2 separate regions of the Podarcis muralis genome follow, and region 1 is linked to region 2. A link is a contact called in public Hi-C data. All regions are on one chromosome and are shown on one strand. Each heading gives the region's core, a stretch centred on a gene start, on an enhancer-like site or on the middle of the called end of the contact. The rest is flanking DNA. Distances are from core to core; before and after follow the strand shown.

The links. Hi-C and Micro-C count contacts between places; a contact is called where the count stands out from the background.
Region 1: a contact with region 2 is called in a Hi-C map of blood, with 3 times the contacts expected there. The contact joins the promoter of CBX1 here to the promoter of LOC114581594 in region 2. A contact is called at or near these places in 2 of 3 Hi-C or Micro-C datasets (blood and tail).

The regions. Positions count from the first base shown.
Region 1 is chr13:33,303,037-33,308,474 of rPodMur119.hap1.1, forward strand. It overlaps CBX1 (chromobox 1), which reads right to left and starts at 1,746. Exons shown (of 5, transcript XM_028702703.2): 1 at 1,537-1,746.
Region 2 is chr13:33,104,867-33,110,310 of rPodMur119.hap1.1, forward strand. It overlaps LOC114581594, which reads right to left and starts at 1,840. Exons shown (of 7, transcript XM_028701915.2): 1 at 1,713-1,840; 2 at 5-216. The coding sequence starts at 120. It overlaps LOC114582401, which reads right to left. Exons shown (of 5, transcript XM_077917337.1): 5 at 4,374-5,296. The coding sequence ends at 5,175.

The sequences.
Region 1 (5,438 bases), core at 496-2,995, 200 kb after region 2:
TAGATACATGTGAAATAGCACCCCATTATGAGGTCCTTTCACTCTAACAAACAGATCCACGTGGACTAAAATTCACATATCTCCCTGCAGTACACCCCAGTTCTTTTTATCTTTTAAATATTAAACCTGTTCACCCACACGACTTGGTTATCTATTAGCGCTCTTCAAATCAACAGTGATCATTTTGGCTGTTTTCCAAGTCAATTAACACCCTCACCACTACTCTTATCTTCTTCTATCCAATCACCACTACATACAGACTGCCTAGCTGTATGGTCCCATTTTCCTTCCTCCAATACTGCACTATGGTTATGCTGGTTTGGAGGTGCAAATTTATAAAAACCCACACCTACCTACCTTAAAATTTTAATTTCACCCTTCCTACCCATATTAGTCGTTACATAATCTGTATACAATCCATTTATGTTTCCCCCTCATTTTAGCCCAGATACACTCCAATACAGACTCTGAAACACTTCTGTCTCTATTCACAGCCTCAATCCCAGCACCCCAGTCAATGTTCTTGTTACACTAAAGGAGTGACCAACTTCACAAGCACTACCACCTTGGGCAGATGATCCCCTTCTTTGGAAAAAGTCGCTACAGCTTTACTTTCATAGTTAGTTTCTCGAAGAATTATTCCCCCCCCCCCAATATCCTACCATTTCATCTCCCCTTATTAACTGTCTAACAGAGGAAAATCCTCTTAACTAGCCCTCTCAGCTCCACGTAAACCCACCCCTATTATCCCTTTTCTGCATATTTCCTCCCACTTTCGGGGGCGGGGAAGGACGGACGGACCTATACCCACACTTCTTTCTGCAACCATCCCCTCCTTAGTATTTTTTACATCCATTCTTCCACACATCACCCCCATCGTCATCTTTGGAGCAGCTTCCTCGAACACCTATTAAAAATGCGCGGGCGCGCACACACAGGCTCCCTCCACCGGCCCTTGCATTTGGACATCCCTATTTCTGATACCGCTACAGCTTCTTTTAGGAAACCGTTCTCCACATTCCTGTACGCGTTCATTAACGCCCCCTCCCCCCCGACCGTTATTTACTACCAACGCCTTCTCGATTTCCCCGTTCCCACAGGAAACCACGCTCCCCAGCAAATGCCGCACCTTAGGTACACGGGGATTCATTTTGTGGGTCCCCCTCCCATTGCACCCCTCCATCTGCTCTGCCCACTTCACGTCTCCCCCTTTTGAAATGGCTCCCCTACACATTATGCGCTTCCCTCCCCCCCCCCCACAGACACCCCACTTTTCGGACCCCACACCCACAGGCGCACTTAGGAAGAGCCATAGCCATCTCCACTCCCAACTCACGCATTTCGCCTCAGAAAGCACTGTGCCTATTTCCTTTCTGCCCAGAAAAGCCTGCCCCCCATTTATAAATACTGTACCTCTCTTCCCAAGAGGAGCCCCCGCTCACCCAGGAATATTCCCTCCCTCCCTCAGCACCCCCCAATATGGCCGTCCAGCCCGCGCGCGCGATGTTGGCCCCCTGAGCGCGCCCCCAGTTTTACCTTCTTCAGCCCCGCCAACAACGCACGAGGGGAAATAAAAACAAGCGGGCGGGAGAGAGAAGGACGGCGCGAGCGGCGCACGGAGCGAGCCGGTCTCGTTTCAAAGCAGAACAGAGCGACGGTTGGACAACGGGCCTCCCGCGTTCGCTCCACCTCCGCCAAACAAAAGAGCGCTGCAACCCCTTCGGCCCGCCGAGACGCACTGCGCATGCTCCTGCTTCTCCTCCTACGCCCCTCTTTCTAATTCCCTCCAAGACCTCCTCTCGCCCACGGCATTTTGGGACCGGATGTTGTCTTTTTCCTTCCTCTACCCGTAGACATAGCAAATAGACTCGCGTACGTCGCGTACTTGCGAGTCTTTTCACGCAAGTAGCCATTGAGAGCGCAGCACAGCCGCGATGGACAGCAAAGCAGCCTGCACAAACACAAACATACACTCACACGCCGCGAAAACAAAAGCTTCCTCTTTTCTTTTCTAATCATGTGGTTTTTTGAAAGAGGTTCCAAGCAGAACCCTATATGCGTCTTCTACTCAGAAGTTAGACCCACTGAGTTCAATGAGGCTTACTCTCAAGAAAGTGGTTACATATAATGATGGAAGACTGGGAAAGGATGTGGAAGAAAGGGGTTAAGTTTACTGCATGCCCGGTATTGAAAGAAAACATGAAAATGATGTATAGGTGGTACTTAACCCCGGTAGAATTAGCAAAGATTTATCATACAAATGATAATTTATGCTGGAAGTGTAAAGAAAAAGAAGGTACTTTTTATCATATGTGGTGGACTTCTGGGAAAAGATTTATAATGAGTTGAAAAAAATGTTGAAAAATACATTTGTTAAGAAACCAGAAGCCTTTTTACTTGGAATAATAGGATTGGAATTGCCCAAAAAAGATGTTAGACTATTTTTGTATGCCACTACAGCGGCAAGACTGTTAGCCAAAAATTGGAAATCTCAAGAAATACCAACGGTAGAAGAATGGCAGATGAAGATGTTGGAGTTTTGGAGCTGGCCGACCTGACTGGAAGAATCCGTGATCAGAAAGAAGAGGAGCATCAAGAAGATTAGAATAAATTTAAAGATTATTTAGCTAAATACTGTAATATAAGATAATTAGAAGGTACTTGAAAGTATCAAATAGGCCTAGGATTAGAATAAGAATGTTGTATAGTAATATGGATTTAAGTCAATAAGAAAAGAGATGAAGATAGTAAACTGAAGGAGTAAATTGTAGTAGAAAGATGATTTTGGAGAACTGTTACAAGGTGATACAATGAAATTCAGTTAGGGGGGATTTGAGGAAGTCAGTTAATAATGGAATTTAAAATGAACTTCAGAAGGAATATGTGTTTTTATTTTTGTTTTCTTTTTTCTTTTAGTATTGTAATGTTCTTTCTTTTGTATGTTTTATATGTTATATCTGTTAAAATCAATAAAAAAAACTGAAGAAAAAAAGAAAGTGGTTACAGAATTGCAGCTTTTAACAAGCGCAGCTTAGTTGCATGCAAGCCAATGAAACACAAAGCTTGTGTTACAACTGAGTGCAGGATTTAGCTTGCAAGGTAAGCCACCCCCATTCTGCAGTATGTGAAGCATGTACAGTATTTCATTGACACAGGGCAGGTTTCTTTTAATGCCTGAAAAGTTTAAAGGACAGTTCTTCACGCGAAATATCAGAAAAGCCCTAATTTTTGTCGCATGCTGCTGCCTTTTAAGTGGACACACTGGTATTCAATCACAGCAGCGCAAAAATCCTGGGTTTCTCCATTGTTTCCAATGAATAGGCACGAAGAGGGGCATGGTAAAGGAACCCAGAAGTTTCGTTTCCAGACTTCCTACACTGTCCGAAGACTTTCCTTTTGCTACCTATCTGACTCGACATTAACTTTCAGTCTAACAACACTACGCCCCTGTAGCACTTAGCACCCAAGAATGGGTGCTCGCAAACAGGAGGTTGCTGTGCCTCCTGGGAGTTGTAGTTTCATGTCGGACGATACCCAGGAACATACTGTACTGTAGTTCTTTTTGTTCTGAATTTGTGTGCTGAAGTGGATTACAATACTCAGTACTGTACATCCCAAATAATAAAGGTAAAGGTAAAGGTACCCCTGCCCGTACGGGCCAGTCTTGACAGACTCTAGGGTTGTGCGCCCATCTCACTTAAGAGGCCGGGGGCCAGCGCTGTCCGCAGACACTTCCGGGTCACGTGGCCAGCGTGACAAGCTGCATCTGGCGAGCCAGCGCAGCACACGGAACGCCGTTTACCTTCCCGCTAGTAAGCGGTCCCTATTTATCTACTTGCACCCGGGGGTGCTTTCGAACTGCTAGGTTGGCAGGCGATCCCAAATAATAGGAAGGAGCTATTTTTGACTCAACATGAATGTGAGCAGAAGAAAATTTGATTCCCACACCCAGGGGAGCTTTGCAGGATCAATTTCCTCCGGGGAAGACAGCACTAAAGACTTTCTCTATTTACTGATTAAAATATACAGGTTGAACAGGTGGGAAGCAAGTAGGCACACAAGCTGTAAGAACAGCAGCTTCAGAATCAACAGCAGCCCCCAAGACAAAGCATCTTCTGATCCGGCTTTAAGCAGCACCCTGCTGGATCAAACCTGACCAAAGGCCTATAAAATCCAGTATCTTGTTTCTCAGCGCCACCAACCATTGTCTCCTGGATTTAGGTACTTTCCAGATGGACTTTTAGATTAAAAACAAACAAATTAACATGATAGGCCACTGACAAAAAGCAACACCTGCTGTTAAACCATCAACTTGAAGGGTATATACAAGAACTTAGGATATATCTTCATTTGTACAACAGAATAGGATGGACCATAACAATATATTCTGACTTCCCCCCACAATCCTTTTATGATTTAGAAATTTCAATTATTTTTCTTAAGAAGAGAGTTTGAGTGGCTTACAATAAATGATGCAGCACAATGCATCAGGGACAGAATCTTAGCACATATAGTGCTGAATAGAGGCTTGAAATTCTTAATGTTTTTGCATTTGGGGGAATTAAAACTTGTGTGACAAATGAAAATGTGCAATCTTAGTCTTTCAAAAAGCATTTGATGTGAAGTATTTAGGCCACATGGAAGTGACATCTGAAGCCACCTGTACCACTGACAGCACAATCCTATCTATACAGGATAGCTCAGTCTTGTGGAGATCATTCCAAGGGTTGCGGCCTCAAAAGAAAATTTACATCTGTTTTCACCCCAAGAAACAAACTCAGAAAGGGACTGTGGAAATAGAAGTAGGTTAGAGTTACGGGGAGCAAGGGACATTTTAGCTCCTATCCTGAAGGCAGTCCCTATTGCAACCCCTTCTTTCCTCCTTCATGTGGATGATTGCTATTCATAGTGGGGAAAGTACAGTACTGAACTTCAGGACATGGCTTCAGTGAAGGCAACCTTTCTTCCATTCATGACACTAGATGACTCAGCTCTCAGTGACAGAAGTGTAACAGAGGGATGTGTTGAATCTCCCATCATAGCAACAGGCACCTTCTTAATACAGAATAAAACTGGGGACATTATTTGGTTCAGTGAAATGTGTCCTTTCACTTGGAATGTGTTTAAAGTAGCTTAGTGGTAATCTAAACCTTCAGGGAGGAAATTGTCGTGTTTGGGACTTTGCCACTTAAGAATATACACGTGTGCTAGAGAGAATTGAAAAGTTTGAACGCTTCCCTAGGAAGTGTTAGAATCACAGGGAGAAGAATTCCAGCTTAGCCTTTCCCCTGCCTAATGGATCCAGTCTCTTCCCCATCACACACTGTGTCTATTCATGTGTTGCATGAATTCTAATAGACTGACAGTTAAAAGGAAACTGAGGGCTGTATCCAATGCTAATCCTACTCAGAGTAGACATGATTAACCCCAAATCATTA
Region 2 (5,444 bases), core at 590-3,089:
ATACCTGACACATTCTTCAGCCACTCGTCGCTGAGAGGTCAGCCTGTGGGGCTGATGAAAAGTGGAACTCTCCAGAGTGTTGCCTTTCATTCTTGCTTCCTCCTGAAGATTATCATCCATACGTTGCTGCACAGTCTAGGATTAGGAGCTTGTTGGGTCTGTACACCTTCAGCTATTGGTCCCCATCTTTGAAGAGGCCAGCACCTGCATCAGAAACTGTCAAGACCAACCCTTAGTTTGAGCCAGAGTTTGATAGAATTTGTTGTCAGCGAAGACATGGGAGCATGTAAATAAATCCAGAATGAAGTGTTTCAAAGCTTCTTCAAGGGTGCCCGCCCTGGTCACCAAAAGCCTTCTCCCACGAGTCTGAGTTTAAGGCTACATATATACCATCCATTTTAAACATATTATTTCAACCAAAGATTCCTGGGAACTGTAGTTTACCCCCTCACAGAGCTACAGTTCCCAGCACCCATAACACACCAAAGTTTCTACATTTTTTAAAAAAAATTATTAATATAATTTTAATAATACAAAACAATCCACTCCTCATCTTGTAGAGGAGACAAGGAGAATCTAAAGTATGATGATAATAATAATAATAATAATAATAATAATAATATCTGTTAATATAGTCCATCAGGTTTTATTGTTCATTTATGCAAACAAAGACAATGATGAAATACAAAGATGTCTCGCAGTAACTTACAAAATTTTGGGGCTGCTATGAACATTGTGGACTTGAATTTTGATACTTCCCATAATTCTTTGGTGGAAGTAATGCACTTCAAGTGTATGGTGTGGTGGAAGAAAAAGGGTTTGCAGTACAGGACTTCCCTATCCTTCCCCATTATTCATATATTGTTTTACCATACCTTGCTTCCACTTCTCCCCCCCCCCCCCCACACTCATAGATCCCCTTTTCTTTTTTGCCTTCTTGTTCCCCTCCCCTCCTCCTCTTCCTCTTCCTTGCCATCCTTCAGCTAGGCCTTAGGGCTTTGAGGTCTGGGACACTCTTTCTGATGCCACACTAAGATTTCCCTGGTTCTTGTCCAACATTCTAACCCCGTGGTTCCCAATGTGGGGCACACGCCCCACAGGAGAGCAATTCGAGAATGAGTTATTAACAGTTAATTGTCTTTTAGGCTTCCTCCACATGAATAGGAGTTCACTTTTTGAATTATAAGAATTTTATGTCACGGGGGGGGGGGGTAATCAGGATTTTAGAGATGCTTAGATGAGGCATAGACAAAAAAAGGTTGGGAACCACTGCTTAAACCACTAGAGTTTTTGTTTTTTTACTGCATTTTGTATGCAATTATATATAATATACATGTCTAAAATTGTACCCGAGCTGGTGAATGCACACACACAATTTTAGAATTCAATAAATTAATCAATTGCAAGAAGTGAAGTATTATTATTATTATTAATTATTGACTTTATATGCCGCCCTATACCCGAAGGTACTATTCCGTTTCTTTCAAAATCACAGCGCTGGGACCTGTTTTCTAACGCAGGGTGGTTGATACCTGGAAGATATTGAGTAGACCGTGCAAAAAAAAATAGTGCCACTGGGCATTTGCAGACTACACCTCTCATTTCTAGAAGCAGCACTGCGTCGAGGCCCCACGAGCTTCCCTGAGCAGCCCCTTCTCACCCCAACTGCCGGCTTCTGCCTTCCCACCCCAAAGACAGAAGAGACCCTGTACCTTTAACAGAACCTCCATAGGGTCTGTTTACAAGCTTGGCGCAGCGTCCCCCGGACGTCACGCTCGGCTCTCCGCGCCTCCTCCTGCCCTTCTCCTACTGGCCGCGGAGCTCTTTCCTTCTGCCTCCTCATTGGGCCGCCTTCCGCCGCCTTCCCATTGGCTGCCGAGGGGAGGCGCCTTCTCGCCTTCCCTATAGACTTTTCAGAAGGTAGACTAGTGACGCGCCGCCCAGCTTCCGGGCCGATTTGGAAAGTTCATTACCTAGAGGGGCCTGAGAGATGGTCAGTTCTTTTGCGGGGCGAGGCAGCGGAGCACCAGGCTTCTGCCGGCAGCTGACAGTAGGCGGCGACGGAGGTGGACGGGAATCCTGTGGTTGTTTGAAGGAAAGACAGCTTTCCCAGTCATAAAATAAATGAATCATAAACTGGAAATTGAAATAGCATTAGAACCAGATTATTGCGGGGGGGGGGATGGAGGCAGTGAGAGATTTTACTTTCTTGGGTTCTGTGATCACTGCAGATGGTGACAGCAGTCACGAAATTAAAAGACGCCTGCTTCTTGGGAGAAAAGCAATGACAAACCTAGACAGCATCTTAAAAAGCAGATACATCACCTTGCTAACAAAGGTCCGTATAGTTAAAGCTATGGTTTTCCCAGTAGTGATGTATGGAAGTGAGAGCTGGACCATAAAGAAGGCTGATTGCCGAAAAATTGATGCTTTTGAATTATGGTGCTGGAGGAGACTCTTGAGAGTCCCATGGACGGCAAGAAGATCAAACCTATCCATTCTTAAGGAAATCAGCCCTGAGTGCTCACTGGAAGGACAGATCCTGAAGCTGAGGCTCCAATACTTTGGCCACCACATGAGAAGAGAAGACTCCTTGGAAAAGACCCTGATGTTGGGAAAGATTGAGGGCACAAGAAGGTGACGACAGAGGACGAGATGGTTGGGCAGTGTTCTCGAAGCTACCAACATCAGTTTGACCAAACTGCTGGGGGCAGTGGAAGACAGGAGTGCCTGGCATGCTCTGGTCCAGGGGGTCACGAAGAGTCGGACACAACTAAACAACTAAACAACAACATTGCTGCTTCATCCTAGCTCCTGCTTGCTAGCAAGGCAGAGCCAATGAGCAAGCAGGCAGTGGCTGCTGCTGCTCCTTGCCATCATCATCGTTTACTCGCTCATCCCTTCTGGACCAGACAAAGAGGCAGGTTCTGACTCTCAGGGAATCATAGAATTGCACAGTGGTACCTCGGGTTAAGAACCAGAAACCAAGAGGACAAAAACTTTACAAAAGAACGGGGGGGGGGGTTTAAGTTATTTAGGAGACCACTGTAAGCAGATGAAAACATTAGCAGGATTTCGATTTCACTTGTAGCGTAACAATTACAATGGATAATATGGATTGATACAGAACAGGCATCCCCAACCTTCGGCCCTCCAGATGTTTTGGACTACAATTCACATCATCCCTGACCACTGGTCCTGTTAGCTAGGGATCATGGGAGTTGTAGGCCAAAACATCTGGAGGGCAGCAGGTTGAAGAATATGTAGTATTAAATGTTTTAAATGGGACTCCATGGAGGGGATGGGAGTTCCGAAATTCGGAGGAATCTCTGTACATGGATATATACAGTGGTACCTTGGGTTAAGAACTTAATTCATTCTGGAGGTCCGTTCTTAACCTGGAACTGTTCTTAACCTGAGGGGCCTCCCGCTGCCGCCGCGCCACCACTGCACAATTTCTGTTCTCATCCTGAAGCAAAGTTCTTAACCCGAGGTACTATTTCTGGGTTAGCAGAGTCTGTAACCTGAAGCATCTGTAACCCGAGGTACCACTGGAGAGTTGGAAGGGATCCTGAGGGTCATCTAATCCAATGCAGGAATCCTGCCCACAGCCATCGCTGGGTGGGCTCGAACCACCAAACTTTTGGTCAACAGCCAGACACACTGACCCACTGCGGCCGTAGCTCAGGGGTAGAGCACGTGCTTTGCATGCAGAAGGTCGCAGGTTCAATCTCCAGTGCAGGCATAGGCAAACTCCGGCCCTCCAGATGTTTGGGACTACAATTCCCATCATTTCTAGCTAACAGGACCAGTGGTCAGGGATGATGGGTATTGTGGTCCCAAACATCTGGAGGGCCGGAGTTTGCCTATGCCTGCTCCAGTGGCTTCTCCAGGTAAGACTGGGAGAGAACTCCCCTGCCTGAAATCCTGCACAGTTGCTGTCTGTCACTGTGTGGAGACAATATTGAGCTTGATGGACCTATGGTCCGACTCACTGTAAGGCAGCTTCCTGTGCTCCTCAGTGAACAAGTAGGATGCCTGGCGAAGAAGAGAAGCACATTCAGGGAGATCAGGTCAGTCAGCCCCTGCTAGGGTGTGGGTCCTCCACAGATGCCCACCCATGGGGACAAGCCTTGAATTAAAACAAGGCTGCCGTCCTAAATGTTTTCCTTTACCTGTGTAGTTTGAAGTCAAACCATGTGGGCAAATGTACAGACCAAGGATAGCCCATAACAGGGTGGTGTTTTGCTTATTATTATTACCAATGATCAGGGTGGATTTGATTTAAATCAAATTGATATAAATCACGATTTAAATCACTAGTCAGTACAACTTGATTTAAATAATTTTTTTTACAGAAAGACTCATTCTTGCTGGTATAATCTTAATATTTACAACCAGATGAAGGTTTCATTTTTGGAATAATAAATTTTCAGAGTAGTTTTCACAGTTATATCAAAAATTACTGATTTGGTTATACTATTAGAAATACATAGACAGATAATTTTGAAATTATTGTGAGGTTTCATAAGTTAACTGTTTGTATTTGGACAACTGTTCTGCTGTACTTTATTGGAAGGAGAAAAATAATAATTTCCTTAATAATAATTTAAACAATTTATTTAACTGAAAAATAGCATTATAGCATATCTACCCATGTTTGCTAACTGATGTGATTAAACAATTTAAAAGAAAACAACTCAGACTGAGTTTTAGCACACATGAAAAACTTAAATCCTTATTTCCTGATGAATAGCCTTTGGACTATAATGTAACTTCAATAGAAAAATATCTTTAGAATTTTTTTTCCTCCAAAAGCATTTTATTTTAAAAATCCAATTTAATTTTTTTTAAAAATCTGATTTAAATTAAAAAAATATGATTTATTTCATTTTTTAAAAATCATTGATTTTTATCCACTCTGCCAATGATAGTCCATAATGGTCAACTTTTTATTATGATCAAGTCTCCAGTTTGAAAAATAATTGTAAAGGTTGTTTAACACAAAGTGTTAAAACATAACCAGAAAACACAGATATGTCTTAATTAGCCATGTCTTGATTAGGAGATTAAACAACTTATTGATTCCCAAATAAATATTTTTTTATTGTATGGGGGAAGGATGTCGATCTGCAAATCTACAAAACCAATAAAATCAGAAGAGGAAAAAAATATTAATCCTGTTCATCGTCATATTCCAGACCCTCTAGATGGCAAGTTCTGTGGTGGATCCACGCATTCCTCATTTTCAAAACGATCTGCTCCAAGCGGGAAAGGCGCTGCTCAAAGTCTCTCACTGCAATGAAACAGCATCATTTTTGACTCGGGCAAAACAACTATTGCTTCAACACACACTCTGTGACAACTGGTTTCAAATACAGGTAACTCACATCTTATGGGAAGGTTAGGTTATGGGGGTCCACGTGTATACACAAATATGTGTA